Linked DNA regions of Drosophila melanogaster: regions 1 and 3 are each linked to region 2. The links are chromatin contacts, called in public Hi-C and HiChIP or PLAC-seq maps. All regions are on one chromosome and are shown on one strand. The core of a region is the stretch at or near the end of the contact, and the rest is flanking DNA. Distances in the headings are between cores, read along the strand shown. Region 1 holds the start of Drak (Death-associated protein kinase related). Region 2 holds the start of CG1572. Region 3 holds the start of bif (bifocal).

Region 1 (3,745 bases), core at 453-2,952, 66 kb before region 2:
CTTCAGAGACTTGCGGGCAAAATGTCCTTGTCGCGTCCGAATCCAGGCGGACAAGGTTCTTGTCGCCAAGCAGTTTCTTGCTGAAATTCATGGTTATCTTTCCGATATGGCAATGCGAATGATAAAAGTAATTTGGTTTCCTTGTGATGAAATAAGAAATAATATAATATACAAAATTATATAATTTTATCCGCTGTGACGATGTTACCTGGTGAACGACTTTTTTAAAAAGAGAATGTATTCAGGGAATGAGCTCCAAATGTCAACTTTCAGCTGTCAAATCCACACTTTCGAAGTGTAAGGGTTACTTTAAATTGTGGTTGTATCCAATAAAGGGAATTATACAAAATAAAATATTTTGTTTCCACTTGAATAAAAGTCGATGCAATGTGTTAAATATCAGATCTATTATACTGCTCACACATGAACAGGACATTGTATACAAGATAATGTTGTTTGCCTTATAAATAACAATTGTAATTTGTAACACCAAATTATGCGTTAAAACGAAACTACTTCGTTCCTGCTTGTTAAATTTCCACCCAATTTTTTGGGGTTTCTCGCGATCCGATTTTCTATTTTCGCGGTGGCCAAGCATTTTCCCTAGGTCAAAAGCCGGATCTGCTAAACTTGAATGGCTGCCAAGAGGAGTTTTTGGCGAGTTCGTGGCAAGAAAATCCACCGCCCGACCAAAAGAAAAATAAAATCATTTTGTAAAAAAAACCTAAGCAGATCCGGAGACGACAACATTATTAATAGACGGATGCTAAAGGTTTTTGCACTTGGTTTATTTCTGGTGCTCCGCATTCCTGAGATGCCGTCGTGGTGACAAAAATATATGCAACGCACACGAGAAATGCAAACATAACGCATATCCACTGCATATCCCATCCAATCCAATTACACTGAAAGAAATTAGCAAAGTTATGATTTTTAAACAAAGTAGAAATGGCGTGGTGTAAAATAGGTCTATTCCAGAGAGAGGGATTGAAATGTAGAAAAAAAGTTTTCTATATTTAACTATACTTAACTATATATACTTAAACTTTATTTAAGATCTTAGTAATGATTCAGAGTGCACGAGAAATGTGCACTGGCTTGCAAGTGGAGCACACACACCTACACACAAACGGTGGGAAAACAAGGCGGGAAAATTTGCAGGGCGAGAAAAAGCCAGGGAACTGCAAGCAAGCATAAATATAAATATACATTTAAAATTGAGAATCCAATGAAGACGCGAGGTGCCAACTATTTGCGGGCTGTGTTATGCCCACACGCCCCGATAACAGGCGCCACCCAAAACGCACATTGCATCCCAAAAATAATATCTTTATTACGTTTCCACCAAATAACAATAATTGGTAAATTGAAAACACGCTTTGAATCGGCCGCAGTGTGACCATGTGCTTTCCACCAAACTTAACATTGGAAACGTCATATAACTACTTTTGTAAGATGGTGTTCATATAACTGTCTACTTAGTTTCACATTAGTTATTATTACTGAAACGAAATTTAATTTTTACTTTTTCTGCCTTTTCTCAGCTTAAATTATAAACAAAACTGCACTGTTATAAACCTAGTGCTGTTAACAGACTTTCGGTATTTTCTGGTATTTTTCACAGTGCCTAGCGTTAAACGTCCGGCAACAGAGTGACCAGAGACACTGGCAAGAAATACCAGGCCCCAGCAGCAGAGTTATTTTCATGGTGTGCGTTCACTTTAAGCGAACGCGAGTAATTGAAATTTCAATCCGCCAACGAACGGTTCGTGCGCGCTGCTCCGCTGCGAGTTTCTTGTACCTCCGTGCCTCCGCAAAGCGAAACACACAAAAAAAAAGAATAAAGCCTGGCCAAAATCTGCGAGCCGTTTTTTCGCATAAAACCCTTTTTGAAACGAGCAAGCGGAGGAAGAAGAAGAAGAGAAGCTGAGACGGAGTTCTTCGGAGAGAACGGTACTTAACTGGCGAAATACCGAAAATAACAAAAACAAAAACATAACCAGCAGCAACAGCATCACACATACATACACACGCGGGAATTTTTTCGGGCCTCTCTTTGCGCGCGTGTGTCTGTGTGTTGCAGTTGCATAGTTTTTGCTTCTTTACTTCTTTTAATTCATTAGTGTGATTTTTTGTTTTTGCTGTTTTTGGGTTGTACTGGAATCTGGTCTCCTTCTCCCTCCCTGTCGCTCTCCCGCGCGCAACGTATTCCGCTGCATTATATCGAAGCGTGTGTTTTTATCACTAAACTACAATTTTTTTTGGTTCTGTGCAGTTGAGATTCGACCCTCAAAGAAATAACAAGTTACCATTAAAAAAAATAAAAGCCAATCAAACGAAGGATTAAATACAGCCAAAAATCGAAAGAAGATTCGATCTTCAAACACACTACACACACACAAACACCACAATCCCCCCCCACACACACACAAAATGTTCACCGAAAAGGGAATTTTTCCCATTGGCGACGGACTTTTGGATGTGGACGCCGATCGGCTGAAGGGACTCCTCGTCTCATGTCCCGACATCAACGAGATCTACGAAGTGGAACAGACGCCGTTTGCCAGGTGAGTTTTTAGTTTTCTGTTTTGAGTTTCGCGCTATTATTCTCCTTTTCCCTTGCCAAAAATTCAACCGAAAATAAGAAGCACAAAAACAAGATTTTTGCATCTCCACACTGCAAAAAAAAATCAGTTAGAAAGGAAACCATATAGATAATTTAGCTCTTTTGGGGAATTCTGGTCAGAACCATAGATACAGTCCATACCGCAGATATACATATGTAACTAACTATAAAGTTCTAAGCTAGGAGTTTTACTTACTTGTTTTAGGTACTTGAATACCATAAATCTATACATATGTGTATCTTTTCTTGATCGCCTTATTTGTTTTACTAAGCTCGATCGTTTCTTTTTCGTATCATAATATTTTGAAATGTAATCCAAGATAAATATACATGTCTCTATGCATAGTTATGCCAAAAATAACCATATTGAAAATGATCTTCTAAGTTTTTACAACCTAAACATACTTTGCGATCACAATTGAAGGTAACTGCTACAAAATCACACCTAACATCAGTGAATTTATCATCGTTTAATAGATTTGTTTTCCTTGTTTTTGCGAATGCAGCTGCTAAATTCAATAAAAAATAAAAGCGGAATCCAAAAACCACCGAAACAAAGCTAAAAATGTTAAAGAAAGTCAGTGGCGAGTCTGTTTTATTTTTTCTGAAAAACTTCTGCGTCTCAAAACTTGTTTTATTTACTTTTTTCTTCTTTCTTGCGACTTGCCTGTGTGTGTGAGCTTCTACTCAACACACACATGTGAACGGGAGACAAAAAGAGAGTTTTGTGTGGATAACGGCACAGTGGTTTTGTTATGAACATCGAAAGATTCGTAAACAAATACGTATCTATTCAGTACGAATTGGTTTTGAAAATAGCTCTGAATTTGTACGCTTTAAAAATGCGCATTTTTAGATACGAATTTGCTGACAATATGGTCAGTTTCGCGATTGTCCTTATGCACTGTGTGTGTATCAAGAGATTCATTTTATTTACTTACCTGATTTCGTTTCAAGGGTTCTGCCCTTCAGTTAATTATGTGGAATTTTAGATTTGTGCAACAACCACTGTGCACCTCGTTCTGCTTCTTCCTCTTCTTGAGTTTCTTTGCCTGCTTCCCTCTTCCGCATCTACCTCCCTCTCCATTCATCTTCCTCATTCTGCTCCCTGCATTTTCT
Region 2 (3,751 bases), core at 51-2,550:
TCAAGCCGAATAACATTGTAGGCAAACAAATAAAACCAGTTTAGCTTAAAACAAATAACAAACGGAAGGATAGTGAGATTAATTCCAAATTAACTGCTCTGCTATAGCTATATTTGCTATATTTGGCTTAAAACAAACATGAGTTAAATAAAAGCCTTGTAAGACCCATACAGAGGAGTTGAAAATCGTAACTAATTTTATATTCTTGATATTTTAACTAAGCAAGGAAGAGATCAATTTAGAAAATACCAACGAATTATATTGTTTTAGGAAATGTGCTCATACAAGATTGATGGCAATTGGAATGGGGTTGGATTTCAGAACTTAGACCTTCCTCAAAATCGGTGGCGCATTAGACGAGTTCAAAAACGATGACGCCACCGGTGACGCAATAGTTTACACACAATGTGAATGATGCTCATCGAAATTCACAAAAGTGGTAGAGGCACATACATACACATACATATATACATATGTATATCCCAGTGGCATGGAAGGGGTGCGGCCCAAATTCCGAAGCGTAATACCGAAACCAAAAACCGAAAACCAAAAAAAAAAATAATAATAAGAAAACAAAACAAAGCAAAAACCAAAATAACAAGAACCCATGTGCGACATTTTATCGGAATTAAACAAAATACATTCCGAATATTGATTAGATGGCGGATTTCCGCCGAAAAGCGGTATGATATCATGCCTATGATGTACGATAGTTTAATTCGCATGCCAAGCAACTTGGCCCAAGCAACAGGTTGTTGTTTTGGGCCCTTTAAGATTCCTCTTTGGAACCGGAAGAGATGAACAAAGACGCCGCTTTTGTCAATTTCCCAAATGACAACAACTAATCAATATACATATGTACCAAAAGGCAAGCTATCAAATGTTCTGCTGATAAGAATATTTCCCCACTGCAAACGCGACTCACATTCGGTTTCGCATTTTCAACTCTGGAAATGATATCATCGCCGTCAATAATAATGCAGTTTAATGCTTGTAGGAGAAAAAAAATTAACAACATATTAATGCACAGCCAAGTACCGAGAATTCCAATTCCTTTTGCTTTTCGAAATGTACAAAAAAAATATATAAAAAAAAAAAAAAAACAATAAAACACACATATAGTCCCAGCGGTAGAAATGGGTGGTATGTACCTCTTTCTCTCTCTGTATATCTAAAGTTTTCGGTATGGATCTTACTCTTACTTTTCTCAAAATTCGGCGTAGGACTCAGCCAACTGGTTTTCCTCGCACTTTTCTTTCGACTTTTGCGTCTTTTCGCGCGCACGTTGCAAACGAAACTGAAACCGAAACTGAAAAATAAAAGCGTTTGGCCCGCTGCCTCTGCCACAGTTTTCAGCGTCGCAGTCGACGCAGCCGAGACGAAAACAAAACAAGACCCAGCAGAAGCCTTCCAGGCCGATTTACTGCGACTCGACTTGGGGGATACCCTGCATCACTTAGAACACTTCACAAGCGAATTAGGTTGGTAGTACAAAACATGCATTGCAATTTTTTAAATATGTCGCTTTTTGGGCCAAAAAATGCGAAATAATGGTCCAAATATGGATTGTTATACCTCGTTGAGTTCGTATTCAAAATTCTACTCAAACTGTGTTTAAAATTTGGAATATTAATTTTATGCCATTTTTCGCAAATTTTGATGATGTTACCCCTTACCAAAAATGCGAAAATCGACCCAAAAATTAATTTTTCAAAATCCATCAAAAAGTGATAGAGATAGTTAGTAGTGGTAATTAGCTGCACAAAACAGTCATTCCTGCACTTTTATGACCATTTTTAGACAAGTTATGATAAAAACACGCTTTATTTAAATCGTATTTTTGGCCGAAAGTCGTTTTCCAGATTTAAAGGAAGAAAATATTTAGTTTTTTGGCCACAACATTGGAAATAATGATCCAAATATGGATTGTCATACCTCGTTGAGTTCGTATTCAAAATTCTAATCAAACTGTGTTTAAAATTTGGATTTTTAATTTTTTGCCATTTTTCGCAAATTTTGATGATGTTACCCCTTACCGAAAATGCGAAAATCGACCCAAAAATTAATTTTTCAAAATCCGTCAAAAAGTGATAGGGATAGTTAGTAGTGGTTTTTAGCTGCACAAAACAGTCATTCTTGTACTTATATGACCATTTTTAGATAAGTTATAAGAAAACACCCTTTGTACATATCGTATTTTTGGCCAAAAGACGTTTTCCAGATTTAAAGGAAGAAAATATTTAGTTTTTTGGCCACAACATTGGAAATAATGATCCAAATATGGATTGTCATACCTCGTTGAGTTCGTATTCAAAATTCTAATCAAACTGTGTTTAAAATTTGGATTTTTAATTTTTTGCCATTTTTCGCAAATTTTGATGAATACCGAATATGCAAAAATCGACCCAAAAATTAATTTTTCAAAATCCATCAAAAAGTGATAGGGATAGTTAGTAGGGGTTATTAGCTGCACAAAACAGTCATTCCTATGCGTTTATGACCATTTTTAGACAAGTTATGATAAAAACACCCTTTGCATAAATCGTATTTTTGGCCAAAAGACGGTTTTCAGATTTAAAGGAAGAAAATATTTAGTTTTTTGGCCACAACATTGGAAATAATGACTGGTCTATGCCACCCGGATGCGTTTTCATCCAGGGTATCAGCAAGGCAATTCAGCCAACAACGCCAACAAGTTGACTTGACTGCTGGCTAGCGCGGTATAAATGACGCCTGACGTCATGATGTCATCGAGTGAGCGGCAGAGCAGCCAAGCAGCGGAGCGGCCAACCTTAATATTTGTAATCTTCAAGTGCAACTAGGCCCCCGGCCACGCCCCCTTGACACTGTTCATTGGCCGCCCACGGATTGGCAATTAAAAAGAAAGGAATTAAACTTGCTAGTGGAAGCTCCTCGGACTTTTTCTCTGACTCAGCGCCACCTGAAAGTGGAGAGTGAGAAAAGTGGGTGAGGGCGATAGAGAGTGCACTGAAAAGAAATACTAGTGTGTGTTCATATTAGAATTAGAATTATTATATAAATATGTAAGATATGCATAATCTATCTAGTACCACAAAGTATATATGCACACTGAATTTATATGATTAATAATATCTGATTGATCTGCTCGTACATTATTTATGGATAACCCCATTTATAAACAACATATCTATTACCAATGATATCCAATACCATGTCTATAACCATTTGTTTATATCATCAATTACAAAGCCATAAAAACTTTGATAAACATAATATCACTTTCGGTGAAGTAACGCGAAATTAGATAGTCTTTCTTGCAGTGCAGCAGTAAAACACTGAGCGGTAAGTCTGATGAGTAACGCTAGTGCGGCGGAGATGACGCCGGATTGCCCCGCCCTGTAGTGGGTGGCAGTTATCGGGCAAACGGCTTTTATCAATAGCACCAATAATAACAGAAACCAAAATAGAATGAATGAATGAATAAAAAAATGCATCCAGTGGTTAGCGTAATGCATTTGCAATGCGGATCGCCTTCGGTGGAAAACCTTAAGGCAGAGACATGCAAATGCAAATGCCATGAGTAATTCACAATTTATAGACACCACACACATCGCAATCAAGTTCATAGCATGGGGGTCAATTATTATCTACTTTTTAAAAGAATCTTTAACTTTTCCCGCGAGTTATTCATCCTAATGAAACTGCCTTTTTTTAGCTGGCATTTAACACTTTTACCCTTGGAAATTGAAGTTAGTAAAGAAAAGCGGAC
Region 3 (3,238 bases), core at 645-3,144, 120 kb after region 2:
ATACATATGCATAATTATGCAAAAGTTTGAGAAGATGAAACTAGAAAGTCTGTATAATGCATACATAATATACGACTCCATTATACACACACACACGCATACTAAGGCCGATGAATAACATATGCATATACAATATAGACATATATTAAATATATATCATTGTAATAATTTGTAATGTTTATCAGTAGAATTATGATCCGAGGTGGAGCAGACGAGTAAAACGCATGCAGAGATCCATTAAAGTGTACTGTAAAATGTGCCACACATTGTTTTATCTAAATTTATTAAAGGATTTATTATTTTGCAGAGGGTAAGTTCTAAAACTTAAAAACTAGTCCTGTTTGGAAGATCCTAATCATTGCAACGTTTTATAAATCAAAGCCGAACTCTTACTCTAGTAAAAATTTGGCTACGTTCGGAAAATTAGCCAGAACATAGGAAAAACCCTACTGAATTAAACAAAAAAAAACGTGTTTAACATTTGGCTACGATCGTGTTAGTATTGCATACTTTTAGGTCCATCTTTTTGCACAGAGTTTTGTGTGAATCAACAATAAAATTGGCACTGGAATTGGTCGATGGCGTCCCACTACTGATTGCCAGGCGCCGTTGCTCCTGTAGTCTTCATGGCCAGCATGGCGTCCAGTTCGCCCTGGATGCTCTCGAACTGATTGTACAGTTCCATTAGTTCCGGTTGTGTCATTTCGATGTTGATATCCTCGCCGACGGCCGTTTTCATTTGGAGCACGGCCAGCGGGGTCTTCTCCCGCTGCTGGCAATGCGAGGAGATCTCCATGTTGAGCTTCCAGGCCACATCTTCGATGACATTTGATTCGTACCGCTTGCTGGCCAAATTGTTCATAATGGGCGTCGTTTCGCGCACCCACAAACGCAATATGGCATCGATCTTGGCCTCATCCTCCAGCTGGAGTTTCTCGCGCAGCTCACGCTGCAGCAAACTTGGCTTGATGATAAACGTGGAGATGCGACGCAGGATGTAGGAGAAGGTCTTGATCAGCAGCAGGAAGTCCTGACGCGGTACGCCCACCAATCGCTCCAGTTCCTCGAGTGTGTACTCCGGTTCGGTGTTACTTGTGGGGTTCTCCTCGGTGCTGCTGTCCACCCGGCCGGTGGTCGTCACACTGGTGCCCACTGTACTACTGGTGGCACTCGCCGATGCTACGCTGGGACTCATCTGCCGGTGGGTGTAGAACAGAACCGTCGTAAAGGTCTCGTAGGGCAAGGCATTGATGATTTTGATGCCCTCACGGGCTCTAAGATATAAATGCAAGAAATTAATCTCTATAAGAACATTGATATTACATACCTTTCCGTGATCTTTATCCAGTTAATGCTCATTGTGAGATATATTTAAAAATTTTTAAGGAACATAGAGTTATTAAGTCTTTACCAGCACTTCTTTTATTATGACTTTAATATTATTTGTTTATACAGACCAACAATATACAAAAAACTATCGACTTGCCACGGTGCGGTGCTGCCACACAGTTACTACTGCCAATAATAACGGTAAGTGCTGACTAAAATACAAAAATATTACATTTTGCGATGTGATTTTAAACATATTCTTTATTAATTTTTTAGATTTAAATGTTTTATTAAATTAATTTATTTTTCTGTATTTAGGCCTGAATAATTTACCTTATAAAATTACAATGTTTTAAATAATATTTGCTGTTATGTTTCCTGCAAAATAAAATTCGTGAAAAAAAGCCGCACCAGCAAATATCAATACCAGATTGTCGACGGCACCGACGATCGACGATTCAATTTGTAGAAGATTATCAAGTACGAATAGTTTTCCAACTCATTAATATAATCGTCCTACCTGGCAACTCCGCTGATGCCTATCGATGCTCCGCTCGATAGCGCCAACAATCGATAAGCAGTATTTGTGTATTGGAAACGCGGCTTAACTTAATGCAGATTTTTCCGCTGATTCGGCTGCGAAAGATGCACTTTTAAGGCGCAGCGAGTGCACCCACGCCCCGAGTTCGAGTGCAGTTGCAGTCGGGAAAGCTTGACAAGTGCGCGGAGCAAGGAGAGCGACGAGTTCGTTGAGCTACAGCGAAACGGAAAAGTGTAAAAGCGGGGTAAACAGGCGCAGCGGAGCGGATGATAAACGGAACTCGGGATCGGAAAATTGGAAGCAAAACCAACCACCGATTATAAAAAATAGTCAGCATCTTAAAAGTAAGGATTTCAAGCTAAGGTTTCAGCGAAAGCCCGAGAAAAACAAAAACCCCAACTAAACTAACGGAACAGTGCGTCGGGATATATGCATGTGTATGTGGTATACGTATGTGTGTCTTTGGCTGCGTGCGATTGTATTGTTCCTGTGTAAATAAACAAAACCCGGCTCTTTAGTCTTCCACTAGTTCGTTTCGCGTTTCTCTGCGAGGAATTTTTGTTGAAAAAACTCAATTTGGCATAGCATAACTTCCAGTTTATTTCCCTATTCTGCAAACTGTGTGTATCAGTGTGCTGGTGCTTCCAGCATGCCGTAAAAATCGATAGCGCGTCGTCGGTTGTTTATTTTATGCTTCGTCTGCATTTTGCAGCCCCTTTTTATCGCTCTCCCCTTTTCAGCCACCCTTGCACACACTCACACTCTCTCCGGCGGAGTCGTGTGATGCATACACACACACACACACAGACACATGCATACGCCTGATACGGGAAATTAAAAATAATACTTTTTATCGCGGCATGCAAAAGGCAAAGCTGCAAAAACAGAAACAATTCCAATTCCAACAGCAATAATCTAGCCATGCAATCAATTTTAGCCAAACAATAAAAAGAATCGTTTGGTTTCAGTTTCCCCGCTTTTCTTTTCCGTTATTTTCCTCTCTATATTCGGTTTTATCGCATTTTCCGCTCATTATGGCAGTTTAGCATATTTATGCTGGAAAAATATTGGGGTTTCTTCGCTTCTTACCTTTGTTTTACGTTTTGTTTTGCTGTCGGGCTGTAAAAACAGCAGTTAATCCAATTAAGAAAAATAAAACTCTAAATGCCATCGCCACCACGAATTCGAAATCACCTTTTATCTACTCAAAAGATATTCATCTTATTTATTTTCCAAGATAAATGTTAAATTATAAATATATTATAGAACCATACACTTGTTGAAATAGAATTTCTGCTAACAGCTGCGAGTTTTACAGTCATAACTATTATTATTATTTATTAACTTAGATTTCTACAGGCTGCGATT

What was found. A called contact is a pair of places that touch in the nucleus more often than the background predicts. HiChIP or PLAC-seq counts read pairs in DNA pulled down with a chosen protein or histone mark.
Region 1: a POLR2A S2P HiChIP or PLAC-seq map of the Kc167 cell line shows a contact between it and region 2, with 5 times the contacts expected there. The contact joins the promoter of Drak here to the promoter of CG1572 in region 2. A contact is called at or near these places in 1 of 1 datasets of contacts at CTCF or cohesin (the Kc167 cell line), 45 of 107 Hi-C or Micro-C datasets (the D17-c3 cell line, the Kc167 cell line, the ML-DmBG3-c2 cell line and 20 more) and 5 of 6 datasets of contacts at active chromatin or transcription factors (the Kc167 cell line and the S2 cell line).
Region 3: a Hi-C map of the Kc167 cell line shows a contact between it and region 2, with 1.7 times the contacts expected there. The contact joins the promoter of bif here to the promoter of CG1572 in region 2. A contact is called at or near these places in 3 of 107 Hi-C or Micro-C datasets (the D17-c3 cell line and the Kc167 cell line).

Annotation. Positions count from the first base shown.
Region 1 is chrX:11,491,433-11,495,177 of dm6, forward strand. Drak (Death-associated protein kinase related) reads left to right here and starts at 1,703. Exons shown (of 5, transcript NM_001169253.2): 1 at 1,703-2,567. The coding sequence starts at 2,434. It overlaps lncRNA:CR44556 (long non-coding RNA:CR44556), which reads right to left and starts at 1,566. Exons shown (of 1, transcript NR_123869.1): 1 at 905-1,566. CG33235 reads right to left here and starts at 141. Exons shown (of 1, transcript NM_206687.2): 1 at 1-141. The coding sequence starts at 91.
Region 2 is chrX:11,557,337-11,561,087 of dm6, forward strand. It overlaps CG1572, which reads right to left and starts at 1,301. Exons shown (of 4, transcript NM_001298197.1): 1 at 1,152-1,301.
Region 3 is chrX:11,677,076-11,680,313 of dm6, forward strand. It overlaps bif (bifocal), which reads left to right and starts at 1,895. Exons shown (of 6, transcript NM_167295.3): 1 at 1,895-2,214. Vlet (Valette) reads right to left here and starts at 1,514. Exons shown (of 1, transcript NM_167294.2): 1 at 269-1,514. The coding sequence starts at 1,195. The coding sequence ends at 590. Ptp10D (Protein tyrosine phosphatase 10D) reads left to right here. Exons shown (of 13, transcript NM_206691.3): 13 at 1-263.